7 separate regions of the Mus musculus genome follow, and regions 2, 3, 4, 5, 6 and 7 are each linked to region 1. A link is a contact called in public promoter capture Hi-C data. All regions are on one chromosome and are shown on one strand. The core of a region is the stretch at or near the end of the contact, and the rest is flanking DNA. Distances in the headings are between cores, read along the strand shown.

Evidence for each region. Promoter capture Hi-C pulls out the DNA fragments that hold promoters and counts their contacts.
Region 2: a promoter capture Hi-C map of liver shows a contact between it and region 1, with 2.3 times the contacts expected there. The contact joins the enhancer-like site here to the promoter of Mmaa in region 1. A contact is called at or near these places in 7 of 39 promoter capture datasets (3T3-L1-derived adipocytes, the C10 cell line, embryonic stem cells and 4 more).
Region 3: a promoter capture Hi-C map of 3T3-L1-derived adipocytes shows a contact between it and region 1, with 3 times the contacts expected there. The contact joins the promoter of Prmt9 here to the promoter of Mmaa in region 1. A contact is called at or near these places in 5 of 39 promoter capture datasets (3T3-L1-derived adipocytes, the C10 cell line, embryonic stem cells and 2 more) and 1 of 115 datasets of contacts at active chromatin or transcription factors (astrocytes).
Region 4: a contact with region 1 is called in a promoter capture Hi-C map of embryonic stem cells, with 4 times the contacts expected there. The contact joins the enhancer-like site here to the promoter of Mmaa in region 1. A contact is called at or near these places in 4 of 39 promoter capture datasets (the 3T3-L1 cell line, embryonic stem cells, hippocampal neurons and 1 more) and 1 of 115 datasets of contacts at active chromatin or transcription factors (large pre-B cells).
Region 5: a contact with region 1 is called in a promoter capture Hi-C map of pre-B cells, with 3 times the contacts expected there. The contact joins the promoter of Tmem184c here to the promoter of Mmaa in region 1. A contact is called at or near these places in 5 of 39 promoter capture datasets (the C10 cell line, embryonic stem cells, maxillary cranial neural crest and 2 more), 1 of 115 datasets of contacts at active chromatin or transcription factors (astrocytes) and 1 of 9 other capture datasets (adipose tissue).
Region 6: a contact with region 1 is called in a promoter capture Hi-C map of embryonic stem cells, with 5 times the contacts expected there. The contact joins the promoter of Ednra here to the promoter of Mmaa in region 1. A contact is called at or near these places in 3 of 39 promoter capture datasets (the 3T3-L1 cell line, embryonic stem cells and hippocampal neurons).
Region 7: a contact with region 1 is called in a promoter capture Hi-C map of neutrophils, with 5 times the contacts expected there. The contact joins the promoter of Smarca5 here to the promoter of Mmaa in region 1. A contact is called at or near these places in 11 of 39 promoter capture datasets (cranial neural crest, embryonic stem cells, frontonasal cranial neural crest and 7 more), 3 of 484 Hi-C or Micro-C datasets (CD4 T cells, cerebral cortex and pre-B cells), 2 of 115 datasets of contacts at active chromatin or transcription factors (astrocytes and fibro-adipogenic progenitors) and 1 of 9 other capture datasets (liver).

The regions. Positions count from the first base shown.
Region 1 is chr8:79,292,997-79,297,007 of GRCm38.p6, reverse strand. It overlaps Mmaa (methylmalonic aciduria (cobalamin deficiency) type A), which reads left to right and starts at 2,047. Exons shown (of 7, transcript NM_133823.5): 1 at 2,047-2,094. Gm4890 (predicted gene 4890) reads right to left here and starts at 1,930. Exons shown (of 2, transcript NR_045823.1): 1 at 1,501-1,930.
Region 2 is chr8:77,522,256-77,526,266 of GRCm38.p6, reverse strand. No RefSeq gene overlaps it. Among named protein-coding and RNA genes, the nearest start is that of Arhgap10, 6.4 kb to the right of the region's middle. Within about 2 kb of position 1,811, at least 13 of the 459 cell types and tissues checked have an H3K27ac peak or open chromatin away from gene starts, as enhancers often do. A contact at or near this core is called in liver, where this site is marked.
Region 3 is chr8:77,547,229-77,551,239 of GRCm38.p6, reverse strand. Prmt9 (protein arginine methyltransferase 9) reads right to left here and starts at 1,843. Exons shown (of 12, transcript NM_001081240.3): 1 at 1,504-1,843. The coding sequence starts at 1,692.
Region 4 is chr8:77,576,851-77,580,861 of GRCm38.p6, reverse strand. It overlaps Prmt9 (protein arginine methyltransferase 9), which reads right to left. Exons shown (of 12, transcript NM_001081240.3): 10 at 3,371-3,524; 11 at 114-236. Among named protein-coding and RNA genes, the nearest start is that of Prmt9, 29 kb to the right of the region's middle. Within about 2 kb of position 1,646, at least 11 of the 459 cell types and tissues checked have an H3K27ac peak or open chromatin away from gene starts, as enhancers often do. A contact at or near this core is called in embryonic stem cells, where this site is marked.
Region 5 is chr8:77,608,728-77,612,738 of GRCm38.p6, reverse strand. Tmem184c (transmembrane protein 184C) reads left to right here and starts at 2,086. Exons shown (of 10, transcript NM_145599.4): 1 at 2,086-2,636. The coding sequence starts at 2,514. Gm39200 (a long non-coding RNA gene) reads right to left here and starts at 658. Exons shown (of 3, transcript XR_878939.2): 1 at 510-658.
Region 6 is chr8:77,722,485-77,726,495 of GRCm38.p6, reverse strand. Ednra (endothelin receptor type A) reads left to right here and starts at 2,044. Exons shown (of 8, transcript NM_010332.2): 1 at 2,044-2,400. It overlaps LOC108167319 (a long non-coding RNA gene), which reads right to left and starts at 2,911. Exons shown (of 4, transcript XR_003947564.1): 1 at 2,774-2,911.
Region 7 is chr8:80,737,208-80,741,218 of GRCm38.p6, reverse strand. It overlaps Smarca5 (SWI/SNF related, matrix associated, actin dependent regulator of chromatin, subfamily a, member 5), which reads left to right and starts at 1,760. Exons shown (of 24, transcript NM_053124.2): 1 at 1,760-2,296. The coding sequence starts at 2,123.

The sequences.
Region 1 (4,011 bases), core at 798-3,297:
GTGGGAGCTATGATTAAGGACCTTGCTATGGTGAGATTATCCTAAGTGGGCCCAATTTTGTTACACCAATCCTAAAAACTAAAGACCTCTTTACTGATGCTACTGCCTTTGAAAGGAGAGGAAAGGGGCTACAGACCAAGGCACCTCAGGGGCTTCTAGAAGCTAGAAAGAACAAACTAACACTCTTCTCTCTGAGATTCTAGAAAGGAATGAAGTCCTCTGACAAGCTGACTTCAGCACAGGGGGTTAGTTGCACCCTGACCTACAGAAAACAGTACATTTCTGTTCTTTTAAATTGCTAAGTTTGTACCAACTTTTATGGCAGTAATAGAAAACAAATAGATGACTGTACTTACTCTGTTCATGCATTACAATAAGAGATTCCCATGTAATTCCCTTGAAGGAAACAAAGGCATATCTGATTAGTATCCATATTCTGACCCTCTGTTGCCTAGCTGATGTGATTTCCAATTCTCTGAGGCTTATAGCACCTGCTCTGGCTCCCTGTTCTTTAAACACATTAAAGATGGAAATAGGTTATATGCAAATATGATGCCATGCTGTAAAGGGACTGAGCATGCCAGCCTCAGGCGTTCCAGGAGCCTGAACAGTATCTGGCAGCTACTCAAATTTGTTGAAATGAAAATTTAAAAAGTCACAACTGACAGATTACAAAGACTCACAAGTCTTATACATACCATGGCAAACAGCGCTGAGCAGTAACCAAAAGATTATATGCATTACGTAAGTTGGTTGGTGAATTCCCAAGCCTTAATATATGGACTTAAATATGATATTTGTAATAACGAGGTCATTTCCAAACCCTTCCCAGTGCTCTTAGACATGGTGCAGCATTTGTTAAGGTCAGATTGTAAGAAAACTACTGTATCATGAATTTTGTATTTCTTCTTTGTAAATGTTTTAATAATTGCTAGGTACAAAGTTTCACTGGTTTTTAATTTTCAAAAATATTTTTATGTATCTACAAGTAGGAATGTGCTCTACATGTGTGCCTGGTGTTCTCAGAGGCCAGAGGAGGGCAGTGATTTCTTTGGAACTGGATGGCTGTGAACCTCCCTGTGGGCACTGGGAACCCAATCTGGCTCCTTTGAAGAGCAGCCAATATGTTCTTACGTTAATGTTAATCTCTGAGCCATAGCTCCAGTCCCAACAACTTTGCTTTTAAACATTTAAAACTTACGGTGGACGAGTTAAAGGAGCACTTACCGCTGCTGTTTAAGCTGCCTGTTTTTAACGTACTATCGTACCTTTCTCTGTCTCCACACACTTTCCTTCTGGACTGCCTGAAATTTGTAGGTCTCATGACTTCAGTAATTTTTTTTTTTTTAAATTAGCTACAGTGTGGCGCGGTGGGGCCCACCTTTAACCCCAGCATTTGTGAGGCAGAGCCAGGTAGTATGTAAACCAGCATGGTTTTAGGGAGTTCCAGGTCGGCCAGAGAGACCTTATCTCAAAAACACAAATAAAAAAATTAATTACCATTCAGCCCCAGTGCAAGGTAGAACCAGGTCAGGTGCTTTCAAGGGAGAGCCTGCCCACGCCTGGCGAACCTCCCCGGGCACTGCTGAGGTGGTGAGCACAGGCCTCTGGATGTGGGGCATAAGAAATATTACTACGAGTGCATCGGTTTTAAAGAAAGTGTGGGCCCCTGAGCCACTCAGAACTGCCATTGTTCGGCCGTGCATTTCGACTGGGGCTGGAGCGGCTACTCCAACAGGTGGCAACGTGCTCTGCAAAGTTTGCCTACGTCGTCCTCAGTGACCCGTCTCACGTTTCCAGGCGCGGAAGGAGTGGGCCTGGGCACCGCGGCCGCTGAGGGTTGGGCCGGGCCAGCCGAAGCCAGGACGCATTCCAGGTGGGGAACGCTGAGCCCAGAGCGGCCCTCACCACCCACTTCCCGCCCAAGCACACCCCGCCACCCGCGCCTGCGCCCGCCGCGGGACAGCCTTCGCTAAGCGACTGCGCCTGCGCGGGGCGTCGCGTTACGCCTGCGTGCCGCCGGCGGCGGAAGGAGCGAGCAGGGCGGGAGCAGTGGGCGGAAGGGGCGGTGCTCTGCTGCGCGGCCTCGCGAGGGTGAGTGTGGGGCCCGGTGCGCGCGGAGGCCAGGAGTCGGGGCCGCGGTGCGTCCTCCGCCCGGGGTCAGCCCCGCTGTCGGGGGCGCCCCCTGGAGGCTCGCGGGGGGCAGCCGAGGAGGATGTGGCTGAGTCGGGGGCGGGGTGGATGTGGTGGGGCCTGCAGGAAGGACTGGAAGGGACTGAGCGCTTTTTCCTTACATAAGAAAGGCGTCGCAGTCGCTGCTGTCAGGTTCTCGTGGGCCGGTTTGTGAGCTCGTCTCGGGCAGCGCGGAAGGAGCCAGGCCCGGAGGCTGTTCAGTGCTAAGGAGCTCCGCCTGCGGAAGGGAGCAGCAGACCCCTCAGAGGGGAAGGAATACAGATTTGCAGGTTATAAAGCAGGGTTCACTGGGAGTCACAAAGCGGTGTCTGGGTTGCCAAACACCGTCGCGACCGCGCCGGTAGCGTTCCACAGAAGACATGCCAACTTCAGATATGTTTCTCATTTGAAAAATGAAGGAGAGCCTAAGAAAAGGGTTTCTTACTGTCGCCTTTCTTAACAGTTCCCTTGCATATATTTTGGAGAACAAAGAAACTATAAAAAGTGGCTAAGCTAGTAGAAAACCAATTTCCAGGAGAAACAAAACGTTTGGAGGGTTATCTACAATGTCTCGAAAGTTCTTTGACGAAGTAAATATATTCAAGGAAATAGTATTTTTATTAGGATGGTTCTTTTAAGGCTTTGTTTCCTATTAGAGACTATAAACATGGAAAGTTATATAATCATGAGGAACGTAAATGGTGATTACAAAATGTGAGGGTGTCATAAGAATATATTTGGAATGGATGGAGCAAGTGAATGGTTGGAATTTGCCCCAGCTGATTGATGTCATGTGGGAAAAGTAGACATTTAGTCTTGCTGTATGTAAGAAAGGTGTTGAACATTGCTTTAAAATCAGTGCTTTAAAATCATTCATTGCCACGGGTCTTCTACAGAGATCTGAGTTTTCTGGAATAAGGAACAAGTATCTATATTTTTATGTGATCCTCCCGTTGGTTTTAATGTGATTGGTGTTGGGTTGAGTTAACAAGCACCCTCTGTGAGCCGGGTATCACCTAAGTTAGTATTCAGAATAATTTGATTTAGAGAAGAAAGATTTCCCCAAAGCCAGGATCATCAGGAGAGGATTTAAGAGAAGAGTGGATTTAAGCAGAGGAGAAATGTTGTAGAAGAGGAAAGATGAGACCAGTTAAATCTGGAATGTGGGAAATTGGGAAAGTAAGTACTAGGTTTGGAAGACCAAGTCTCCTTAGAGGAAGGAGGTCTGAAAGGAGAGTATGAGAAAATTGTGCAGCAGAAACAGACTATTGGACTTGGTTCTAGGGCATCAGTGTCACACAGAAGGCTTAAGAATGCTTGCAGTGGGGGCCCACTCCCCTAGTCAGAATGCCTGGAGTGGGGCCTGAGCGTTCCCTCTCACAGGTACTCCTGGTCTGGTTTGGGAGATCACTGTGCTAGGACGCGGAGGAATTTGAACAGAAGAAGCTAGATTCATGTTCCAAGATGGATCTTACTGAGCAGTCCAAGGGCACTGGAGAAAGAGTGGAGAAGGGCAGTGTTTCTCATTCTTGATCAGCACGAACTTGGCACCAGGTCCTGCCCGAGTGCACAGCCATTATTCACACTTGCTATTCCCCTGGCCTGCTTATATTTGCACAAGAAGAGCCTGAGACCATAAGAGGGCTCAGTTACCAGTGCTAGTCTCACTAATGCTGCAGATTTCCAGAGCAATGAATAACAACATTTAATGGTGAGAGGGTCCCAGCACAAATTGACCTCAGAGTAGAAATTTGGACATGTGACTCTTTCTGGAAATAGTGAAAGATAAAGTAGACAGGAACCTCAGAGAAGCCCTCCCGAGGCAGTGAGTGTGTTCTG
Region 2 (4,011 bases), core at 562-3,061, 1.8 Mb after region 1:
TAATTATGATCATTTTTACAATTTTTTTTGCTTGCTTTTATTTTTCAAGATGGGGTTTCTCTGTGTGGCCCTGACTGTCCTGGAACTCACTGTGTAGACCAAGCTGGCATCAAAAAAATCACAAAAATCCACCAGCCTCTGCCTCCTGAGTGTCGGGATTAAAGGTGTGTGTCATCATTGCCAGGATATATACATATATATTTTTTTAATTAGAAAATTTCTCAGATGAATGAGCCAGAGAATGCAAGTCTTCATGTCAACATCACCCAAGTATTTCCAGTATGTTTTCGCAACGTATGACTATTTTCCCCTGCTCTGACTGCTACTATATTTCATCGGAAGCTTAAAAAAAAAGTGATAAAGTAGATGGAACACACCATTTGTCATTTGAAATACATTCCAGTACAGAACTCTTGAAGGCAGTAAATAGAATCATCATGTTGGGCAGTCACCACCATTTCCAGTTCTAGAACTTTCCACTGTCCCAATCTGGAACTCCATGTCCACAAAATAAAGAAAGAAATTCCATTCTTCTTCTAGTTTTCCAAGCTCCTCATTGGCTCCTGCTCCTCAGGGACGTCTCTTTCACAGTCTTTGTTTTAGAAACATTTGTTTTTATTTATGGTGTGTGTGTGGTGTGTGTGTGTATGTGTGTGTGTGTATGTGTGTGCGTGGCGTGCCAGCAGAGGCCACAAGAAGGCTCTGGAACCACTGGAGCTGTACTTGCAGGACACTGAATCACCTGATATTGGAGCTGAGCCTTAACTTAGGTCCTTTGTGAGAGCAGCCACAGCTCTTAACTGCTGAGCTATCTCTCCAGCTGTTTTGGAATTTTGGAGACAAGGTTTTCTGTAGCTTAGGCTTGCTATATAGCTGAGGTCACCCCTGGAGTGCTGGGACTGTCGGGATGGGACACTATGTGTGGCCTTCGTGCTGTTCTTGGAAGTATATGGTGTGTTCCTTGGTTCTCAGAAGGGTGGGCATACAGAGTGCAGTCATTCTTGGTTGTTTTCAGTCATCTGTGCCAACTCCGTACATGTGGCTCATACTGCTGGGTAAGTTGGAAAGCACACTCAGGTCCAGCAAACCTTCCCAAGCTTGGTCTCGCTATATTTATGTTATATAACACTTGTATGCAATACCCTTGGAAGTCCAGAAGAGGGTGTTGGATGTCCTGGGTTTAGAGTTCCAGATGGTTGTGAACCACTGTGTGGATTCTGAGACTCAAACCTTGGTCCACTGAAAGAGCAGCCAAGACTGTTAACTGCTGAGCCATCTCTCCAGTTCCCAAATCTTCACTATGACCATTATAGAAACATTTCATTTCAAAATGAAAACTCCATGGGAAAAATGATAAAGAATACATCTTATACAGCAGGTCAGCTCCAGGTAAAGGATGGGTCAAGCTTGGTTACTTACAGTGAAGTGGCCTTGGCCAGGGACAGCCAAATCCTGGCTTCTTTAGTAGACCCTCTAGGCTACTAGGTTCTCTCTCCAGGATATTGATAGACCGTTGCTGTATTTTGCTCTATTTATAGCAAGATAACCAACTGCAAATATTTGACGTGTTCCCTGAAGGTACTGAATATCTACTAACTACACATTGGCTGCAAGAAAAGAAAATGTAAATTCTGGCACTAAAGCAGAAAAAGCCATTGTGTTCAGTCTTGAGGTGTTAAAGAAGCCTGCCGAACAGAGCCTGCTGGCAAGGAGAGGCAGGTAGCCTGGGAAGAGGCAAGCAGCCTGGGAAGAGGCAGGTCTATTTCAACACGCTTGGCTGGAGTACGTGACCTTCGCCTCTCTGTCAGTGTTTTCCTAGGTTCAGAAGTCAAAGTCTTGGGAAGTCAGGGCTGGTTGCTAAGGTTAAGTCACACGCCTGGACCTTGGCTGTGGCAGGACCCAGAGGAAGACTTAGAGCTAAAGTGTCTGGAGAGCTGGATCCTCTAGCTGGAAGCGGGAATTTTACTGATACTGTATGGACATGCTAGCTGAGAGAACGGATCCTGGTGGAAACAAAGCTGCTGTTGGGCAGTGGAGTGCACAGCAGATGCTGGCACCTACCGGCACCTCAGAGACAAGAATGGAAAGCTACAGGGATCGGGCTCAAGAGCCTCGAGCTCGAGAGTGTTGGCCCTGCGAGCTGGTTTAGTGCTTTCCAAATGATAAGTGGTGGCTGTCACTTCCTCCCGTCTTTCTCCTCCTCCTGTCTTTTCCTCTTCCTCTTCCACCTCTTCTTCGCCCCTTTATGTTTCCCCTTAACTATACACACTAACATTTCTTTAGATAAATTGCAGATCGGAAGTTAATGATTCTCTGCATGGCTGAAGGGTAAGAGGACGCATGCTCATAGCTTTTTGTTTTCCATTTTACTGAAGTGCCAATAGACTCTCTGAACGAGCCTTTGATTGCTGTAGGTTGATTTTCCAGGAGCTAGATATTTGCCCAATTGAAAGTCACACTGTGGAAACCTCTCTAGGTCATACCAGGGGCACTTTGGGTGCTGAGCAAAACATTCTTGGCAGATAACTTCTTTTTCCTTTCTCACACAAATATGTATATAACCTTAGTTATATAATGTACATATTGTTACATATACGTGTTGTTAATATCTGGGCAAAACAAATGCCAAGGTCACTTCTTAGGCTAGTTCTTCCACATGTCCCAGGAAAGAGGGCAGCATTTGCCTGGGGGGGGGGGAGGGGTGGTGTCTGTGGGCATTCAGGAATGCCTGCTGATTTATTTAGACAGACATTTTTATGACCTGTCTAGCGAGTGCCCTCTCTTACCTGCCAAGTCTCTCTAAAAGCTCAGGATGGGTGGAGAAGCAATAACTATAGTAATGACAGGGACTCCGCCTGGGGAAGGCACTAGCAGTTCCATGACCTACATCTCCTTCAGCCACGTTCTTCTAGCTCCAAACTTGAATAGGTCCGAGTACCAGATTTTTTTCAGAGGATATGAATTTAATGTGGGTGGAGTGAGAAAAGCCGGCTCCCCCACGCCGCTCACCTCCCCACTACTCCTCTCTGCTTCATTAGGAGTGGTCACTTTTTAGCCAGGCTGCCAGGCTGGTACAGCAAGCATCAGTGTGCTGCTTACCCACGCGCTAGCTTATTCCGTCTGGCTCAAGTGTACAGCTGGAACTTCCAGACTGGGGACTTTGCAGTGCTATAATGGCTTGCCTACTCTTTGTCCTTAGTATCTGCTGGCTTGATGTTACAAGGTTAGTGCAATAGTAGAATTTTCTCAGGGTTCCAAGCTCTTTTAAGCTGTAATGTCTGGGAGCTCGGGGGAAAAGCAGTCTCTTGCTAGATATACTATGGATGTCAGAAACCTATGCTCCACATCCTTGTGGAGAGCAAAGAGCTTGGTGTGAGCATGTGGGATGTACCATGCTCTATTGACCCCATCTCAGCCCACCGTGCTCCAGCCACATGGCCCTTTCCAAAGCTGAGTCCCCTCTCTGAGTGTTTCTCTCCACATGATATCTGCATTTCAGCCTGCTAACCCTAATCCTTCAGGTCTCTCCCTCTCCCTCTCCCTCTCCCTCTCCCTCTCCCTCTCCCTCTCCCTCTCTCTCTCTCTCTCTCTCTCTCTCTCACACACACACACACACACACACACACACACTGATATCTCAGCCCAGTCCAAGGTCCTCTTGGTAGCACCGTGTCCAGTGTCCCACTGTGGCTCAGACTTTCCCCTTAGCATTTGCACTTTTGGGGTCCTTTGCTAGATACTTCTGTGTGCTGAAGGTTCCTGGTCCATGAAGGAGGGGGTCATGCTGGTTTGGCTCAGTGTTGTCATCAAGAACTCTCACAGAATCTGAGTTGGGGGGGGGGGGTCACAGTAACTTCTGGCAGCAAGAGCAGCAACAGTTCACGTCTCCCGTCACTCGGTGTAGCCACTGCAATCCTGGAGGGTGCAGAGATTTGGGAGTGACTCAAAATAGCACTAACCGAGCATAATGCTCTCAGCACATAATCTTTCTCAGCACATAATCTTTCTCAA
Region 3 (4,011 bases), core at 594-3,093, 1.7 Mb after region 1:
GCCCAGCCTCTGGGCTGGAAAGTTCAGGGTTGGGGGCAGGATATGCCAGATAGAGACTGAGGGATGCTGGGAGAACCTGGAGGCCAGATCCACTTTGATATGTAAAATATGCACCTCAGTCCCTTGTCAGAAAACAGACACACTATTCTACTGCTGTCTACACAGAGGAACACACACTATTCTACTGCTGTCTATACAGAGGAACACACACTATTCTACTGCTGTCTACACAGAGGAACACACACTATTCTACTGCTGTCTACACAGAGGAACACACACTATTCTACTGCTGTCTTCTACACAGAGGAACACACACTATTCTACTGCTGTCTACACAGAGGAACACACACTATTCTACTGCTGTCTACACAGAGGAACACACACTATTCTACTGCTGTCTACACAGAGGAACACACACTATCTACAGCTGTCTGCACAGAGGAACACACACTATTCTACTGCTGTCTGCATAGAGGAACACACACTATTCTACTGCTGTCTACACAGAGGAACACACACTATTCTACTGCTGTCTGCATAGAGGAACACACACTATTCTACTGCTGTCTGCATAGAGGAACACACACTATTCTACTGCTGTCTACACAGAGGAACACACACTATTCTACTGCTGTCTACACAGAGGAACACACACTATTCTACTGCTGTCTGCATAGAGGAACACACACTATTCTACTACTGTCTACACAGAGGAACACACACTATTCTACTACTTTCTACACAGAGGAACAAACGACCCAACATACTAGCATATTTCCAAGTAAACCAACAGGTCCTGAAATTTCTTTGGACTACAAAAGCCTAATGCTACTGACATCTAGTGGGCAGAGGACAAACCGTGCTGTGAAACAGGAAGGAAGACACAGGACTGTCTGGTGCAAAATGTCACCAGTGTCAGGTTGAGAAACTCTGGACTAAACAAAGCAAGACTGTCCACAGCTTAAAACTGTATATGCAATTAAGTTACTTTTTGAAATTGAGATTCTAACATTAAAAAAAAAAAATACAGTAGTTCAACCGGTTAACTGATGCAAGTAAGACGAATCAACAAATATTAAAAGTTCCTTATGACTGAACACTTTATCCAACCTCAGGATACACAGCATTCTTTCTACACAAGATAATGCAACGCCTACAAGGCAGGGCTAATTTAAATTAGATACTGGAGGGGAAAAAGAACTACCCAGTCCTATCCCATTTAAAAGGCCTTTGGAATCTTAAGTGAGGCAGAAATTTTGAAACAGATGTGTGACAACTTTTGACTTTTGTTACTAAAACCTGGCTGTATTGAGATGGGCTGTAGGCTATAGTAATTCGATGCTTGGAGAGTCCGTCTCTGTCTCTGTATGTCTCGGTGTCTCTGTCTCTCCCTGTCTCTCGTCTCTGTTACACACACACACACACACACACACACACACCATACCCTGTTGTTCCTGCTCAGATCACAGGATTTGCTAGCCACTGAAAAAAATAAGGCCTCACCTTCACGTCGTCTTTTAGCTCTGGCGCCAGGCTGAGCACCAGAAGGTAATGGGCATAAGCAGTGCCGAAGTCCTGGTCACCTAGACAGTGCTCAGCACTCTGCAAGGACCGTGCCACCAGCCGGTCCCGGCCGGCCGCACCTGCGCCACCCCCGGCGCCCCGGCGGGGCCTGGGCCTCGAGTTCGGCATGGATAAGTCTCGCTCGGAAGCCCACGAAGGAGGATGGCCTCGTCCGGGAAAAGAGTCTCCACGGCGCGCTTCCCTGGGCCGGTCGCAGCAACTGGACGCACAGAGGCACTGGGTGCACACAGCAGGAAGCCCCGCCTTCCCAGCGGCGGACAGGGCTGCGCGCGCATCCTGCGGCGAAGCGCTGTGATGACGTCACACCAGGGAGCGCCCCGCGGCCCACTATGGTCTTGGAGTACTAGGCTGTAAAGTCATTTTCTGGAATGGGGTTTTTTGGCAGACTGCAACCAAAGGTTTCCACCCTCTCTCTGCCTCCTGGAGAGTGCGGCTGCGAATTCCAAACCCTGCTCTAGTCCTGCTTGTGCGAAGCTCCAGGCCTTCTGAATCTCATCGCACCAGACTCACTACTGCAAAACGAAATAAAAGCTCCTTAAATTAATCACTGTGTACTCTCCTAGTATTAAGTATTCTCACAAAACTCAGTGAGGTGGAACTTGGGATCACACTCTAAAAAAAAAAGGAAAAGGCCATCACGGAGAACTGCTTCAAGGTTGAACAGTGGGATGGGTACGGCCGAGTCTGAATTTCCTGATGACATGCACATTAACAAAGAAGACTGATGTCAAGTGTGGCCTCTAAGATATAAATCCAAACTTTTAAAGCAATGTATAGAAATTATAGCGAAAGCTATTTTTTGTTCCCATTTTGAAGAGATTAGCGGTGCATACAGTGGTTAACAATGTGAAATGGAGGATACACCATTTTGGATATTAAGCTAAAATTCTCCAGTTCTCCCAAGTCCATCCTTTATGTGTCTTTTTGCTTTCTCTAGTATCTTATTGTCTGATCCACTCTTGTAAGCAGATACCTATGTACCTAAGAAAGGTCTTCGAAGACAGGAACTAATCACAATTATTTGAATATGTACAGAACGACAATTTTAATATATCTTGCACTTGATGAAAAGTGTTTCTCCTGCTCTTTAATTTTGCCTATGTATTTTCCTAGCTATTCATATCGTCCTTGTTTGATGCTTTGTGTATTAAGCAATGTAGGATTTAACTATACAGTATTTAGTGAGATGGAAATACAGAGGCAGGCCTCTATACCTAATGGAACTGAGTAGAACATAAAGACTAATTGGCTTGTGGGAAGGGTTTTCTCGTTCCAGTCTAGCATCCCTCCCTTGAGACATTCAGACAGACCTAATAAAGCTCTCTTCCTGGCTTAATTCATAAGGGTGCTCTAACTATACAATGTAATAATCTAGAAAAGCATTTTACTTATATATACATAGTTAATGTAATTAATTGGCATTATCTAGAAACATTTAGAAATTATCTAAACCTTAAAAAATGTTATTACTCCCGTAAACATTTAACCAAAGATGTATAATGTTATTTGCATCCTGTATAATTTAGAGGTGATAGACTGAGGCTGGGTAGAGAGACACAGCCCAGTCCTTGACAGAGACTTTGGTTTGCAATGTTACAGAATCTAGACTCACCCAGAGTCCAACCTTTGGTCATAGCTGTGGGTGATTATCTTGATTGCTTTAATTGGGGTAGAAAAACTTACCTACTGTGGGTAAACACCTTTCCCTGGCTGCCATCCTGGACTGTATTAGTGGAGAAAGAAAACCCAGCAACAGTGTATACCCAGCACCCTCTGCTTCCTGACTGTGACAATGATTTGACCAGCGACTGCTGCTCTGGCTTCCCTACAATCTCTTTCTCCCTTAAATTGCTTTTGTCGGAGTCTTTTATCACAGCAACAGGAAAAGAAACTAAGAGAGAGAGAGTGGTGTTTGTTTGAACACTTGGTCCCGAACTGGTGGTGCTATTTGGGAAGATAGTAGAGTTTCCGGGGAGAAATTGGATCACTGGAGTCCAGCCTTGGGGTTTAGTAGGCTTATCCAACTCTCTTTCTTCTGCTTGGCAGTTCGATGAGATCAGCTATCTCTGGTTCTTGCAACCCCTGCCTTCTTACTATAAAGGATTGTGTTCCCTAAAACCGTACTCAGAAATAACCTCTGGTGATGGTTTGAATAGGCTTAGCCCAGGGATGGCACTATTAAGAGGTGTGGTTTCGTTGGAGTGGGTGTGGCCTTGTTGAAGAGTGTTATTGTGGGTGTGGGCTTTAAGATCCTCATCCTAGTTCCCTGGAAGTCAGTCTTCTCCTGTTTGCCCTGGGAACAAGATGTAGAACTTTTAGCTCTTCCTATACTATGCCTGCCTGGACTGAACCGCTGAACCTGTGAGCCAGCCCCAATTAAATTCTGTCCTTATAAGAGTTGCCTTGGTCATGGCATCTGTTCACAGC
Region 4 (4,011 bases), core at 397-2,896, 1.7 Mb after region 1:
AATAAGATTTAACTCTTCAAAGGAAATGATAGCCCGTGTAAATAAAGATAGTACCTTCCGTTTAAGGTAAATGTCTTGAAATGACAAGAGTGATCATTTGTAGCTGTCCTTACCTTTACTTCTTTATTGGAAGTGTTCAAATATGGAGTCATCAGATCCAACCTCAACAGCTCCACTGGTTGGCTTAAAGGGACACATGGCAAAGAAGATAAATCCAGACATACCCGGATAGGCACCTAAAAAGAGAGCCCACTTTCACTTAGATCATTTCGCAGTCAGCACTTCCTCTGCACTCCATCAGCTCCTCTGACAATGCTTCCTATGCCTCGGTATTTTGCGCATCAGTCCTAAGGCATGAAAAGCTAGGTTTGTAGGCAGGTTCAGCACCTTGGTGTGCTTTGTTACTTACAGGCTTTTTTCTTGGAAGGAAACACACTACACTTTCAAGTGGCCAAACCATTCCAAAAACATTTATACCTAGAACATGTATACTAACAAGCAAACAATGTAACATTTAGTATTTACTGTATTTGATCAGAGACACCAAATTCAGCCAGGCATGGTGGCTCATGCCCTAAATACCAGAGTCAGAGGCCAAGATAGCTCTGTGAGAGGCCAGCTTGGTCTAACAGTGAGTTCCAGAATAGCCAAGTCTAACCAATGAGATCTTGTCACAAACAAACAAAATTTCATCTGAACAGATTCACTCAGAAAAATGATCTCTTCTCTACAAAGCTGTGGTTCTTTCAAAATCTTGCCTACAAATTCAAGTCGCTGGGGAAGCTGCTCAGGGCTCACCCATGGCAGTTTGTAGCCAGGCCCAGGATTCTGAAGCCTGTTCCTTGTATGAACTAAGAAGATGGTGCTGCTCAGAGGGTGCTTTCCTTTCTGGGAGAGGCTGAGCTCAGTCTTCATGAGTGGCCGGATTCACCAACCTCTCCCAGGCACTCCAATCTTCCCTGGACTGTGCCGTGGACTCCTGTTCTCTTAGGCCAGGCCCTGAGACCCTCATTCCCACTTCTCCCTGCCTGGGACTGAGATGCTCACAGCTCTCCTGCATCGTACTGCCTGTCTCCACTTTTCTCAGCTTAACCTCCTAGCCTCCCCTGCTGCTATTACACTAAAGCTTAGCACCTTGCAAGCTCTCTATATTCAGTTCTCAAGCCTTTCTTTGCACACCGCTAGTGTGCCGTCCACTCTATGGTTTTAATGACATCCATGATACTGACTGCCAACTTTACATGCTTAGCCTAGTTTTCTTTGAATCCTCCTTATCCAGCTGCTCAATGACCCCCTCTGACACCTCTTATATACACAATACAGCTTACCACTCCACTGTTTCCCTACATTAAAAAATGGTAACTAGCCTTCCTGGTCCTTTCTCATATTCTACATCCAATCTATAAAACTCCCACCTTTAAAATCTATGCAGAAGCTCACTTGGCCCCAGGTCCAGTCTAAGCCGGTCTAAGCCAGTCTAAGCCAGTCTAAGCCAGTCTAAGCCAGTCTAAGTCTCATTGACTGTTATGGATGTCTCTGACTGGCCTCACAAATGTTTTATTCCTAACAGTCACCAAAGAGACTTTTCAACGCAGGTTGTTACATCATTCCACGCCCAGCCCCCTGTGATGCTGCCTAAGGATCCTGATTTACCCCATGGGGCATGTCCCACACCATGTCAGAGATTCTCATACTGGGCAGCTATCTATCTAGGGTGTGGAGTCATTTAATTCCATCTCTGGAATCAGAAATGGCATCCTAGGTGTTAAGGGCAAGGAGGTATCTGACTATATAGTGTTAATGCTGGAGTTAGAGGTCTTGCCCTCTTTCTGCCAAGGAACAGCTGAGGAGTTGGCTGAGGAGTCTGTAGTCCCTGTCTAAGCCCTGATCCTGAAGGAGAGGAATAGTTGTTAGTGTATTATATTCTTTTAACAACCTCTGATTCTGTTTCATTGATCGACACAGTTTTCTAGTGGTCAATCATCCTAAGAGAGGAGACAATACTAAGGCAATGGGGTAAATAGACTCTAAAGTACAAAACTGCTAAGGAAGGTTAAGGACTGTCTTTACATAAGTGGTCAAGTGACCATGATAAACGGGCCAACTGTATGGTGTTATGTATGTTCTGTAGAAACACAGTGGGTGGGGCTTAACCCAGGCATGCTCGTTCAAGAACACTGAGGGATGGAGTGCATTATCCCAGTTACATTAGATGAAAACCACACAGACCACAAGGGCACAGTGGTCATGAGAGGGAGACACTGTGAAAGGGCAACAGGACCAGCATCTTGTAGACCCTGACAGAATTAAGAGCTGCTGGAGTCGGGATCAAGTGGGAATAAAATAGAAAGATAGGGATTGGAGAGATGTCCTAGCAGTTAAGAGTGGTTACCGCTCTGGCAGATAGATGCCAGGGTGGCTCACAACCATCTGTAATTCTAGTTCCAGATCTTATCTCCTCTAGACTACATGAGCAATGCACTCACAAGATACACATGCATACAAACAAACACTCACACACTAAAGTAAGAAAATAATCCTTTTAAAACATTACAATAGAAAGATGGGTGGCAGTTTGGGACCATGCACAGAAACAGCTTAAACATCTCTACCTTGTGAAGATCACAAGAGAGAGATATTAAACTAACTCTAAAACCTTGGTTAGCCACACCCCCAACCCCCAAAAAGAGTAGTTAAATAATTTATTCCTTAAGTAGTCAAGGAAGACTTCGGGCATCCTCAAGAGCTGACTAGTTGGAGCCTTTAGACATCATTTCTCTGACTTTGTACTCAACATCCCACTTCATCCATCTTGAACCCCACGTGGCTTCCCTGGGCACTCTATCTAGACACACCTTATGCACACACATGTGCATCTGTGTGGGTGTCACTCTCTTTCTAAATCCCAGCGACTCCTTGTTTCTTAAACTGGTACTAACCTTCCCTCTTGAGCCCCACCCACCCCTGCTATGCAGACAGGTGGCCCAGACCTGGACTCCAGCTGCCCATGCCAATCAGTAGCCGATCTGAAGCTTCAATACAGAAATTCAAGCTTCGGATACAGTCTTCTGGATGCTTCTTTGTTACAAAAGTACAACTGTTTACTGCATGCCTAAAACCTCTTGTTGTTCTTTTATTCTATGACAGCGATGCAGAGCAAACTCTATTAACTTTCGTCCGTATTCACAACAGAAGCCCTTGGTTATCCTAACCCTCAGGTTGATTTCCTCCCTGACCAGTTCCTTTGCTCCAGGAAACTGACAGCCCTTCTTATCCAACTAAACCTGCTAACTAGGTAAAAACTCAAAAGAAGAGACAAAGACCCCGGGAGATACTGACATCCTGGCTGCACAGTTCTCTAGACACTTACCTGAAACTGGTTAATAAAAGGTGCTATGTTTAGCCCAAGAGTATGTTCTGTCCCTTGAACCGCACTCTCTTCTACCAGCGTCTGGGACTCCACAAGCATCCCAAACATCAGCACATACTGTGGGAAGATCTTGCCTCCAGACTGCAATAAACATCTGAAAAGGGGTAAATACTTTTAAAAGCCTTAGATATAAGCAAGCATTGTAAATTAATTAAGTATAGATGGTATGTAGTTTGGTGGACCTTGTCACTAGTGGCTAGTAGCTCAGAATTTAAACCACTAGAAATAATTGCCCAAGAAGTCATATTTGGACTGTTAACTCAGGAGACAGACTAAGGTAAATAATAATAATAATAATAATAATTCTTTTTATGAATGGAAAGTTCTTTGGTGTTTTTTTTTTAAGATTTATTTATTTATTATATGTAAGTACACTGTAGCTGTCTGCAGACACCCCAGAAGAGGGTGTCAGACCTCATTACGGATGTTTGTGAGCACCATGTGTTTGCTAGGATTTGAACTCAGGACCTTCAGAAGAGCAGTCAGTGCTCTTAACTGCTGAGCCATCTCTCCAGCCTGGTAAATTCTTAATAACAGGTCACAATTATTAATGGGGAATCATCCTCACATGGAAATCAAAA
Region 5 (4,011 bases), core at 837-3,336, 1.7 Mb after region 1:
TTAAAGGTGTGCTCCACCACACCCGGCTCCTCTGATTCTTAAGTGATAGCAAGCATACATTTTTTTTCCTTAACATTGCAAAAGAATTCAGAAATTGGTCTGCTTCTGTAAAGCACAGACAGTAAGTTACTTGGGTGGGACCCTGCCCTGAAAATTACCATTTCTACCACACCTGGGCCTAACCTTGATCTCAGGAATCTTCCTGCCTTTGTATCTTTCTGATAAGCTGGCTCATAGTGAGCTGCTTTTATTCCTTTAGATTCATGAAGCCCCTCATAATTCATATTGCATCCTTATATTTTGCATAGTTGAGAAATTATATGTATTTTGAACTCATGTATTTAGAGTTCTTTCCCACAGCCTTAAGGGCTGTCCTGAAGGTCCCAGTGTCTACCATTTTGCTGAGACATAGCCACAGCCTTGGCTCCTGGATTCGAGCTGTTTCTAATTCTCACTGAGTCCTTAGGTTAACTGGGAGGACATCCCTAGGAGGAATGTGAAATACATACCCACAGCAGCCATCACACTCATGGAGGCTCACACTGGAGGACTTGTCCCAAGGGCAGGAACCATGTCACTCTGTCCCCACCATAGCCATACCGGGCTCAGCACTAGAGTGCAGAAATAGATTTCAGAAATTGTGTAAAAAATTGGCTTCCTATGAGAAGGAATGGAGAAGATGGCTATCAGAAGCAGTAAGAGTGTGGCTGGACACACAGAAACAAGTCCTGTTAGACAGCCTATCCAAAAAGACTGCCATTTGCCAAGAAATAAGTAGTGGTGATAAGCTGTAAAGCAAGAGTTTTCCCTAATTTTCTGAACTTCAACAGTATACCAAGATTTCATTAATGGTTAGGAATTTCCTTAAAACCAACTATTTTAACTTATAGTGTAGACCAAACTAAAGTCCTACAGCCCCTTTAAGGAAATGTGCAAAATGGAGATCACAGGAGAAAGACTGCAGAAGTCAGACTCCAGGCTCTGGTAACTGAGGAATGTGATTTCATCTGTATACTTTGAGACTCTGGTCCATGACATTTTGTCCAGATGGCTAATAGGCAGAAGTCCCCTGGTTGCAGGTGATGGCAAATATTTAAACATCAAGCAGAGTCCAAAGTCAGAGAAAACAGCTCTATTACTTAATAGGTACTATTAATCACTTGACACTTTTCTCATCTGTGAAACAGAAAACTACCCATCGCTACTCGGTACTTTTATGCAGATCAACTCATACAAAATGGGTAGAGAAGTTAGTGTTTGATTTCAGAAAATGACAATATATGCAGTGTTCAGTGTCTAGTCGGGACTCAGATGTTTGCTTGTTCCCTTGATTTAGAAAGAATTTAAGATCCCATGTGTCATTGATCTGTAAAGCTATACAGCTAAAAGCTTTAGGTGTATAGAACAGATGTCAGAATACCAACCTTTTAAATCTTAAATAAGATTTTGTTTTTTTTTTAACTCAAGTTTGAAACGTGAACATTTCATATTGGCGGTTACTTTCAAAAAAGCTATTCTTAGAATGATTCTTCTGCCGGGTCTAGAAATTATGCAGACAAATTCCTCCTTAGGACCCTAAACTCTAGCAACTGACTGAAATCTAACCTATTCTGTCTTATTCCAGCGGGCTTCCCATTCCACCCCTAAAGACAACTGGGAAGCCTTCTGAGAAAAATAAAGCTATTTCAAGTTCCACTCCACAGTGACTGCCCCTCACTATGACTTTTCTTTAGATGGAGTAAAGTCTCAGGAATGTAGCGGGTGTTTCTGAAACGTCCCCAGTTCCTACAACTTTCGGAGCCCTTTTAGGGAACCACTTAGACTAGGTAAATTAGAGATGCCAGAAATCCGCCGCTACTCTCCTTCCTGCCCTTGCCACGCCCTCTCGGTAACCTAGGTTACAGCCACGCCCTCCTCCGTAACTGACCAATCACAATGCTTTGCGTTGCGGGACAAGGTTTAGCTCAGCTTGAAACTCAGAGCAAATCATTTGCTGCAAGCATCTGATCGGAAACGGAAGTGGAATAGTCGGCGGAAGATGAGTTCTGAAGATGAGTACTGTAGAGGTTCCAAAGCCGTGAGTGAGGAAGTTCTGGGCCGGGTCTTCCGGGGGCGGAGACTAGCCTGCCAGAGCTGGACTAGGGAGAGGGCTGGTAGGGTACCAGATGCAGGTCAGACCCCGAGTGCCTAGAATCCCTAGTTTACCCTGATAGTCCTCGGGGTCACGATGCAGCGGAGACTCTGGGTGACCTCCAGGTGAGGCGGAGGCGACGCCGCGGCGGCACTGAGTCCATGCGGGTTGGCCGGCGAGGATGCAGCCTGCACCTGCGAGCATCCCGAGCGGCCACCGCTGCAGCAGCCGCAAACACAGAGCGACCCGAGAACGCGGCGCCAGCGGCTAGTAAATCTTTTCCTATAGGGCGCCAGCGGAGAAGACAACCGAAAAAGCGAACTTGCCAAATTCTTGGTTTGGTTCGATTATTCAGCTACTCAAAGAGAATCTGTTACAGAACATGCCTTGCGCATGTAATCGGAGTAACTGGAGGAGATGGATCCGACCCCTGTTGGTACTTTTTTACGCAACAACCATCCTGGTCGCGGTTCCGATATGCATTTGGAAGTTTCAAAAAATGAAGGTAAGAGGGTCCTGCACCTCTACCCTTTCTTCCGCTGGTTGACAGAGTTCCTTTGTCTGCCTTCTAATGCTTGAGGTCTGAAAAACATTTCGTCTGTGGACATTAAACCAACCTGACTGGTTTTATTTAGCCGCTACAACTGGAGGTAGGTCCGGGTCGAGAAACAAATAGTTAAAGCACCTACTTACAATGGGCGCTTTCCCAATATTCATCAGTCCCAGAAAGAACTTTATTCTTGAAATCAGATCTGCTATGCAGGTACTAGGGCTTGACCAGACCAAATAAACCATCTTAAAAACTATGTTCTGGATTTTATAGGCTTTTAGCCGGTTTTCTGGAACCAAAGGATTCTTGTTAAATTGACTTTGCTAATTAACTTTACGTTTGAAGTTACAAGTTTTCTTTGTTTCTTTCCTTAAAATCTCCTGTAAACCAGGCTGTTCTGGATTTTGCTTTGTAGACTAGGATGATCCTCCTGCATCCAAACTTCCCAGTGCTTGGATTACCGGTGTATCCATCATTCTGTTTACTCAATGCAGGGATTGAACCCAGGGCTTTGTTTATTTGAGGCAAGCACTCTACCATCTGAGCTTCATCCCCAGACCTGAAGTTACTCCTTAACCAAAGCAAAAATTTTACAAACATCCCCTGTGTGTTCCTTTATATTTAAAAAAAAAAAAAGGTGTATTTGTTGGTGTGTTCGTGGGATGGTCCAGTTGTGGAGGTCTGAAGGTGGACAACTTGGAGCAGTTGGCTCTGCTCTCTCATCATAATGAGTGCTGAGGACTGAGCTGAATCTATCAGGGTTGGAGACAGGCACCTACCAGCTGAGACATCTCTCTGGCCCTCTTTGTTGATGTCATGTTGTGACATTAGTAAAGTATTACAAGCTGGATAGCTAACCTATGTCTATAGTATATCTATAAAGTGAAAACTTAGAATTAATAACCAAAAAGTACTTTTATTAAGAAACAGTTATTTTGGAAGAGTTATGGCAGACCAGGTAGATGCATACAACCCACCCCCCTTTGATTATGGAAAATATTTTAATCAGTGTGTCTAAACATATTCATAGGATCTTTTTGTTCACTAAATCTTGTTGGCTTTTCTAATTATAGTTCATATAGGTGTTTAAGGGTATTAAATATGACATTAAATATTTCTCATTTGTTATGTTTTTAGGCAATTTGAGATTTGTCCACCCAAATTTAGGTCTAGCAATCTTAATTTAAATGTAATTTCCTCACTTAGTATTCCTTGGAATACAGTATAGAAAGGGAAATGAAATGTACACAAGCATGGCCGCCTGAGCCTCATCTCTGTAACCCTCTCGAATGGTGTTTATGGCAAGATGGAAGATGGAAACAGACTTGCC
Region 6 (4,011 bases), core at 795-3,294, 1.6 Mb after region 1:
TAAATGTGATCACGGCGTTAATTGAAACAAGCAAACAACAACAGAACAGCACAGAAACACATTCGAAATGGACTCACTCAAGCTGAAGTCCATGTCATTAAGAAGAAACTAAGCTGTCATCTGACCTTTGGGGGAATCAGTTAAACATCAAGGGTTTGGAAGATAACTCAGTGGGTGAAGGCGTTTGCACTGAAGCCTCACACTCAACTTCCCAAGGTCATCTTTCACCATCACACATACTCACACACATACACACACTCACACACACATACACACACTCAAACACACACACACTCACGTACAAATAAGCACATTTCCCAAATATGCCAGTTAGCTGGAATTCTTTCTCTCTGAATATTTAACACAAACACTAACCTGAAGTAACTTGATGCTAAACAAGCAGGCACCTTCCTGCTGATGTGTCTCTTGGGCCCAACCTTAGAAAAAACACAGACCAACATCCATTCTGTTTCTGTGTTCTTCAGCCTCACTCTGTCTACAACACCAACCTTGTTGCCCATTTTATACACATATTCAGGACTGGAATTGCTAGACCCTTGGTAATTTTAGTCATAATTATTTGAGGAGCACCATTGGGCTCCCACTGCTGTTGCCTCAGTAGTCAGGAGTTTGCCTCTCAGCACCCCTGACAATCCAGTTTATTTTCTAGTTTCATTTGTGTTTAAATAGTGACTGTCCTAAGGGATGTGAAAGAGAAATTTTTAATGCTTAATCCATACCACAGTGGGATCAGCAAAAGGTAGGGGGTCCTGGGGGTGCTGTTACAAAGACTAGCCTGACAGACATGTTCAGTTACACAGATGGTGCACTGTCCACGTGCCTAGTCACGGGGTGAGAGGGCCTGGGATCCAGAACATTTCACATACCAAGTTATGAACAGTCTTCTGGAAGAAGGCAATAACTTTTCTTCCTGGAAAATAATGTCAGCCTGCCAAGCTGTCGCCACAAAAGCGTACCCCTTCAGAGCTGACTGAGACAATTTTTGTGGATCCTTCCTAGAGAAACGCTAGATAAACACTAGATTAGTGGACAGGGTAATGCCTGCTCCAACAGTCCCAGAAGAATATTAAAATCCTTTCCACCGAGGTGTTCTGCTGATGGCTGTGACAGTTTTACAAAATGACCCCTGTCAAGTAGGGTCTCTGTGCCCTCACCCTTTAATCTGGAATTGGTGACTGACAGAATTAAGCAGAAGCCCCTTTGTGTCACTATCTGGACCTGGGCCTTAAGTAGGTGGCAGTTTCTATGTCCTTTCTCTTGGGATATTTGTTCTTGGAATCTAGCCACCACACTATGAGGAAGCTGTTGCTAAAATTCTTTCCCAGGGGCTAGATATAAGTCCTGTCTCTCCCTTCTCCTAGAGGTCCTAGAACAAACTGAGGTCCAATTCCACTATAGATACGGTAGGGAACCAATGAGGTCCTAGGGCATCCGTACAGCCAAGCCTTCTTCCCCAGGAGCCCTGATGTTTGGCCCTTATCTCTCCTCCCACTCCCCATCTTATCGTGACTTGACACACTCTGTGATAAAGACACTGCCTTCTGAAGGGTCTCCCCATTCATTGTCAGACATGATCATTTCTCTGAGCACACCCTAGACCCTTCCACAGACTCCCCAGCTCCCTTTTGCCTTGGGCTAAGGCTTAGTGGTCTTGCAGGTCAAATTTGAGCCAAAGACATGCTGTCCACCTGGGTTCCATAACTTCCTCTAAGGTGAGGAGTGCTAACAAGCTAAGCAAAGTTGACAGGAGACACAGCCCAAATTCCCTGGCTTCCCCTGCTGATCAAACTCTCCCGTACTCACGGGCTCAAGTGCCTCGAGTTTCTTCCTAAAACAGGGCACAACCTTGAGTCTGGTCTGTTGCTCTCTACTTTCAATCCTACCCATCCTAGACTAACCAACTTCTCAGGAAGGAAATAGTTAAAGATCCCTGCCCTTCAGGGCCTGGCGGGGGCAGCAGCTTTGCAGCTTGGTGGCTGCTCCCTGGAGGGCAGGCGGGATAGCGCTCTTGCAGTTAGGTCCCAGAGTAGAGAGGAAGGTCTAGGAGCCTGTGGAGTCTAAGGAAGATCGCGGGAGGCGTGTTCCTCCGGAGTTTGCTTTTCCTTGGGAGCCTCGCGCGCACACCCATCCCTTCTAGTCTGGCAACTGTGTCTAGGAGGTGGGGAGCCTCTCTCTGATCCACCGGACCATCGCTGGAGCTTGCAGGCTGAGCAAGATCTCCCCCTAGAGAAGCCTGGCTGTCCGGGGAAGTTTCCCCGAGCTGAGACTGTGCTGCAGCCCTGGTCACCCGCCACCCTGCGCGCCACCCTCGTTCTCCAGCTCAGGCTCCGGCTGGCCCGTGCGCGGACCTGGAGCTGTCTGCTTCCGAGGAGCTCTAAGGTCGGTGCAAGTCTTTCTTTTTGGAACCAGGGCTGGAACTAGGGATAGGGTCGCTGCCGGGGCAATCTGCTGGGAGGAGCAGGGGTGTCTCGCAGCTCCAGGGAAACGCAACAGACCGGCCTGGCACTTACCTCCCGGGACGCCCAGTGTGGGGCGCTTTCCTGGGAGACGAACACTGGGGGGAGTGGGGGTGGACACCGGACAAGACCATTGAGCTTTGTCTCGGATTTTTAGGAAAGGGGAGCCGGGAGTGGGAGGATCTTTTTCTCCACACAAGCTTTCAGGCGCATCAAGGCCCAGGGCGCTTGCTCCAAAGCCTCCTGGTGAAGTTGGTCTCTTCCTATCCTGCACCCTGAGTGCCAAGGACACTTACTGTGAAGAACCAACCTCTGTGGAGCCCTCCTCACACCACGATGGCAGCTGGGGTTGGAAATCTGCCTGCTGGTGGAGGTCTGGGCGATTTGCTCAGTGCTGTCCTGTCCTTTAAAGGGCACTTCTTGTCTTTCATGTGCAGAACCCTGGAACTGTTTGTAGATAAGCCACCTCTGATTACACCACCCTTAGTGGCCTCACCCCAGCAGACCTGGGGCGAAAGCATATGAAAGTCAGAGGATGTGTCCAAGGAGAGTGGATAATTTGTCTTCTCCAGAGAACAAAACCACAGAGAACTTGAAAAAAAAAAAGTTCTTGGTTTAATTTTTTTTTTCTTCTTGTAGTTGTTTCTGATTCCCACACAGCCATCAACTCATCTGTTTTTAAAGATTGGCTATGAAACACCTTGGCAACCATACCATGTAAATTACCTGCCCTAAGTATGTGTGCGGTTTGGGCGCCGTTGGATTTTCCAAATTACTAATGGCAAGTGGACATTTGCTCTGAGAATCTGATGTATTAACTAGGGAAAGCACTAAGGGGTCAGCTTTTGTATGCCACCAAACTCTAGACCCACAAAAGGAAAGATGCTGACTCCATAGACATGTCCTTCTGGTCTGAATGTGAGTTGCTTCTCTAGAGCTCTGGCTCTAGAGCCAGATGCCCGGCAAAGCTTGACTGAAATATACCAAAATGAGCTACAGATCCGTCCTTGGGAAAGCATGGATTCGAAAGAGGTTTCTTTTATTTGGTTTTGTGTTTTTCACTCTGTAACAATATGGCATCCACATGTTTTTGACAGATGTCCCTTAGATGTGGTGAGCTGACAAGAGGTGTCAAGAGAAATGAGTTCTTGGTAGTGTCTTTGCTGGAGGGAAGCAAGGAAGGAAGGAAAGGAAGGAAGGAAGAAAGGGAGGGAGGGAGGGAAGGAGGGAGGAAGGAAGGAGGGAGGGAGGGAGGGAGGGAGGGAGGGAGGGAGGGAGGGAGGGAGGGAGGGAGGGAGGGAGGGAGGGAGGAAGGAAGGAAGGAAAGAGGTTTTACTGGCAGCTGGCTCACACCCTGATAGGAAGCCATGACTGTAGCTTTCTCAGTACCTGTGGCAATGAGGACCACTGAGCTCTACGTGAGCTGTGCAGTGCCTGTGACACCCAAATGGCTCATGAACTCCCCTCCTGGATGATTCTAATAGACCATGAAGCCATTTTGTTTATGGGAAAGACCTCTGTCTCTCATTTTTAA
Region 7 (4,011 bases), core at 511-3,010, 1.4 Mb before region 1:
ACTAGCTTTTTGCCACTATAAAGACTACGCTGAGAATTATTGTATTTAACCACATATATATGTAAGCATTACTATATCTTTGAAATACTTTTTAATACTACTTTTTGTTTTGTTTTTTTGTTTTTTCGAGACAGAGTTTCTCTGTATAGCCCTGGCTGTCCTGGAACTCTCTGCAGACCAGGCTGGCCTCGAACTCAGAAATCCGCCTGCCTCTGCCTCCCGAGTGCTGGGATTAAAGGCATGCACCACCACCACGTGGCTTTATACTACTTTTTAAAAAAAGATTTTATTTTGCTGGGTGGTGGTGGTGGCACAGTGTACACCTTTAATTCCAGCCTGGTCTAAACAGTGAGTTCCAGGACAGCCAGGGCTATAGAGAATAACCCAGTCTCACTCCCCGCCGGCAAAATATTTTTAATTATGCATATATGTGAGGGGGTTGAATCCCCTGGAACTAGACTTAACAGTTATGAGCTGACATACGGGTGCTGGGAATTGAACCAGTGCTCTTAACCTTTGAACCATCTCTTCCAGCTCCTTATATCTATTAGTTTTTGGAGACACTTTTAGTGTCTTTTAGTCTAGGCTGGCCTAGTAGCCAAGGATGACCGTGCCTACACTTCTCTAAGTGCTGGGATTTGGGGTACGAGTCACGGCATCCAGATTAAATAGTGCTAGGACTCAAGCCCAGGATTTCATGTATGCTCCCCAACAACTCACCAAATGAGCTACAGTATGTTAAACGAGAGCGTTTTCAGGTTCTCCATTTTAGTTAACGATTATTCGACTGGTTAAAACATTTGAAATTATATATGAATATTATCTATTCCAAGAAGTTTGAAAGTAACTCTGGAAAAGACTTTTTATTCAACATAGGTGGGGACTAAATAATGGGATTAATTAAGATAAAGATCTTTTGTGCCTGGGAGTAGGTGGGGGATGAATGGAACAGTGTTTATATTCCGTAGGATTCAGTAGCCTCCATGACAGCCTAAGGCAGGATAAAGAAGCAACACGAATAACGAACACTTGTTTCCTCGGTGTAGCCCTGGCTGTCCTGGAACTCGCTCTGTAGACCAGGCTGGCCTCAACTCAAGAGATCCGCCTGTCTCTGCCTCTGTAGTGCTGGGATTAAAGGTGTGCGCCACCACGCCTGGTAAACACTTCTTGAGACAAATGTGTATTTGTTTCATGCGAAAACTCGCCATCATTTGTCTGCCTTTATCTGCTGCCATTCTAACAGGGCAGCGCGTCTTCTGTCTTAACTTGAACTTGACAAACGCCGAACTCTCTAAACGAAGCCGACTGACGGAGCGAACACGCAGACTTTTTAATTCTGAGGTGATTTTTCTTCTCAGGCGTCCAACGTCACTTAACGTCACGCCCGTGAGCGAAGGCGGCAGGACGACGAAGGCCAGCCCAGGCCTTTGCTCCTTGCCTAACAGTCGCGCCGTTCCCAAGAGGGAGCCCTAGCGCGGCGGAAGACAGCGAGCCGAGCCGTTACGGGAGCGCCGAAGACCCAGCTCGCGTCACTCGGAGGAGCGGAGGCGCAAAGCACCGCCGACGCGCTTCCTCGAGGCCCCGCCCACTCGGCTCCACAGCCCGCTAGAGGCCTGGAGGAGGCGGGGCCAAGGAGGAGCATGCGCACGCGCCCTCGCGAGCCGGCCTTCTAAGGGGGAACGAGCGATCTCGCGAGGGTTGAGAGCGGGTGGCGTAGGTAGCTGTCCTGGTTGGCTGGAGAAGAGAATCCACTCCCGGAGAGGAGAAGGCGCCGGGAGGCCTCTGAGAACCTTCCGTTTTCCTTTCCCTTTCCCTCGGCCCTCCGCCTCCTCAGAGTCAGCCCGCCTTCCCTGACCTCCGTGACCCCGCTGGCCCCGCCCACTCCCGTCGACGTGATTCCCGCCGTGAGGTAAACGCCTGTGGAGCAGAGTCCCGCGGAAGAGGACGGCGAGGCGAGCGGCGCGGCTGGGCCGGCTCGGGTCGGTGGCGGAGCCCTCGCGCGTGAGAGCTTCCGGGCAGGTCTCACTCCTCCGGCGGCCCGGACGCCCGTGTCGCGCAGGCCCAAGCCGCTTCCCTCGGCGCCGCGCCTGCCCGTGGCCGCGGCGGGTGACGCAGCCGGAACATGTCGTCCGCGGTGGAGCCTCCGCCGCCCCCGCCTCCCGAGAGCGCGCCTTCCAAGCCCTCGGCGGCGGGCGCCGGCGGGAGCAGCAGCGGCAACAAAGGCGGCCCCGAGGGCGGCGCGGCGCCCGCGGCTCCGTGTGCTGCGGGCTCGGGCCCCGCGGACACCGAGATGGAGGTGAGCGCGGCCGTGCGCGGGGAGGGAGGGAGGTGGATGCTCGGCCGGCGCGTCTCCTGCTCTTCACCTTTACCTTTTCCCCTCGGTGTAGCTAGCCTAGCCCGACCGCGGATCGCTCTTACGAAACACATGTTCCTGATTACTGGGGCCGAGGGGACCCGTTTCCTCCATTGCCAGGCTCCCCCAGAACTCGCTCAATTTCTCCCGATTTAGGTTTTAGTTTGCACTAAACTTTGAGGAAGGCGAGGGAGATGCCCCTCCGGAGTGGGATTCCCGGGGCGAGGGGCGACGTTTCCCAGCGTCGCAGCTGGGGACTTGCGCCTCCAGTGCCTCATCCCCGTGCTGGCGGGGGCGGCATCTGTCTGTTCTGGGCAGAGACAATGGCGAGAGCTGGAGGGCCGAGTGCGCAGTGGGGATAAGCGGGGCGCAGCTGCTTGTGTGCAACGAGGGGAAGCCCCTCCCGGGCCCTGCTCCACCGGGAGGGGAACGAGCGTGACAGCCGCAGCACCTGTCCTGGATCCCCATCCAATTACGGGTGTATGCATGGAGAACTGAATGAATGGGAGCCTCGGGGAAGGATGATGGGCTTCTAGCTCTGCGCATTGCTTCCTTTTGAAGCCATTCGGAGGATTCGCTGTTGAACCACCTTCTTGGGGCTCCAGTGGGCCAGATGATGGTGACAATACTGGAGGAAGCGGGGAGAGAGTGGAAAATGGGGGAGCTGCCAGGCAGGTCTCTTTGGACATGCTCCCAGGCATTGAGTTGCCTGGGAACAAAGTTACTGCTTCCAATTTTTATTCTTGGCCTTGGCCTTGTTTTGAGGTATTCTGTAGTTCCAGTCTGAAGGAAGACTCCTGGGAGTTTTAATCCTCAGATTGGAAGCAATACTATAAAAGTGAACTTTAGTGCAGGATTTACACTATAAGGAAATGATGGTGCAGTCTGCATTACTTTTATGAGGCAGCTTGGGTGAAATAACGTTAATCTTTGAAACAACTTTTAGTGGGGAAGGTAGGTGTTAGTGTAATGCACCAATTTGAAGTGAATGCAGTTTCAATTTAAAAATGTACTTGATGCCCCCCCCCCCCTTTAAGGTTTTAAGTGGCCTTTTGAGTTTTTAGTGCTGTTTTACTTGGATTCTTAGATTTCTATTCCATGAAATAAAAGAATCTGGACACCAGTGACACTGGTGGCTTAGGCCTTTTAATCCCAGCACTTGGGAGGCAGAGGCAGACAGATTTCGGAGTTCCGAGTCCAGCCTGGTCTACAGATCGAGTTCCAGGACAGCCAAGGCTACACAGAGAAGCCCTGTCTCGAAAAAACAAAACAAACAAGCAGTAACTGACATAAACAGAAAAGAAAATGCGTGAAGAATAAGATTGAGAAAAAAATAGAAACTGTTGATATTCCTATACTGAGAAGACTCAGTTTACTCATCTGATTAATGAAAATACCACTTATTTTGTGTTTTCACATTTGTGTTTATATTTAAGTTTTAATTGAAAAATAGCAACTCAAAAATTAAAGTATTTTATTAGGGTTTAAATGCTCCTGGCTATTTTATTGTCCTTAAAATAATTATCATCAGACTGCTTTTCATCGTCTTAAGTGAATTTAGAGTCAGAATTAGTTTTGAGTTGAGTACACTTGCCTAATGTATTTGATGACCTTAGATACGTTTTACAGTTGGAAAAAAAGACATTGAATTATTTTTT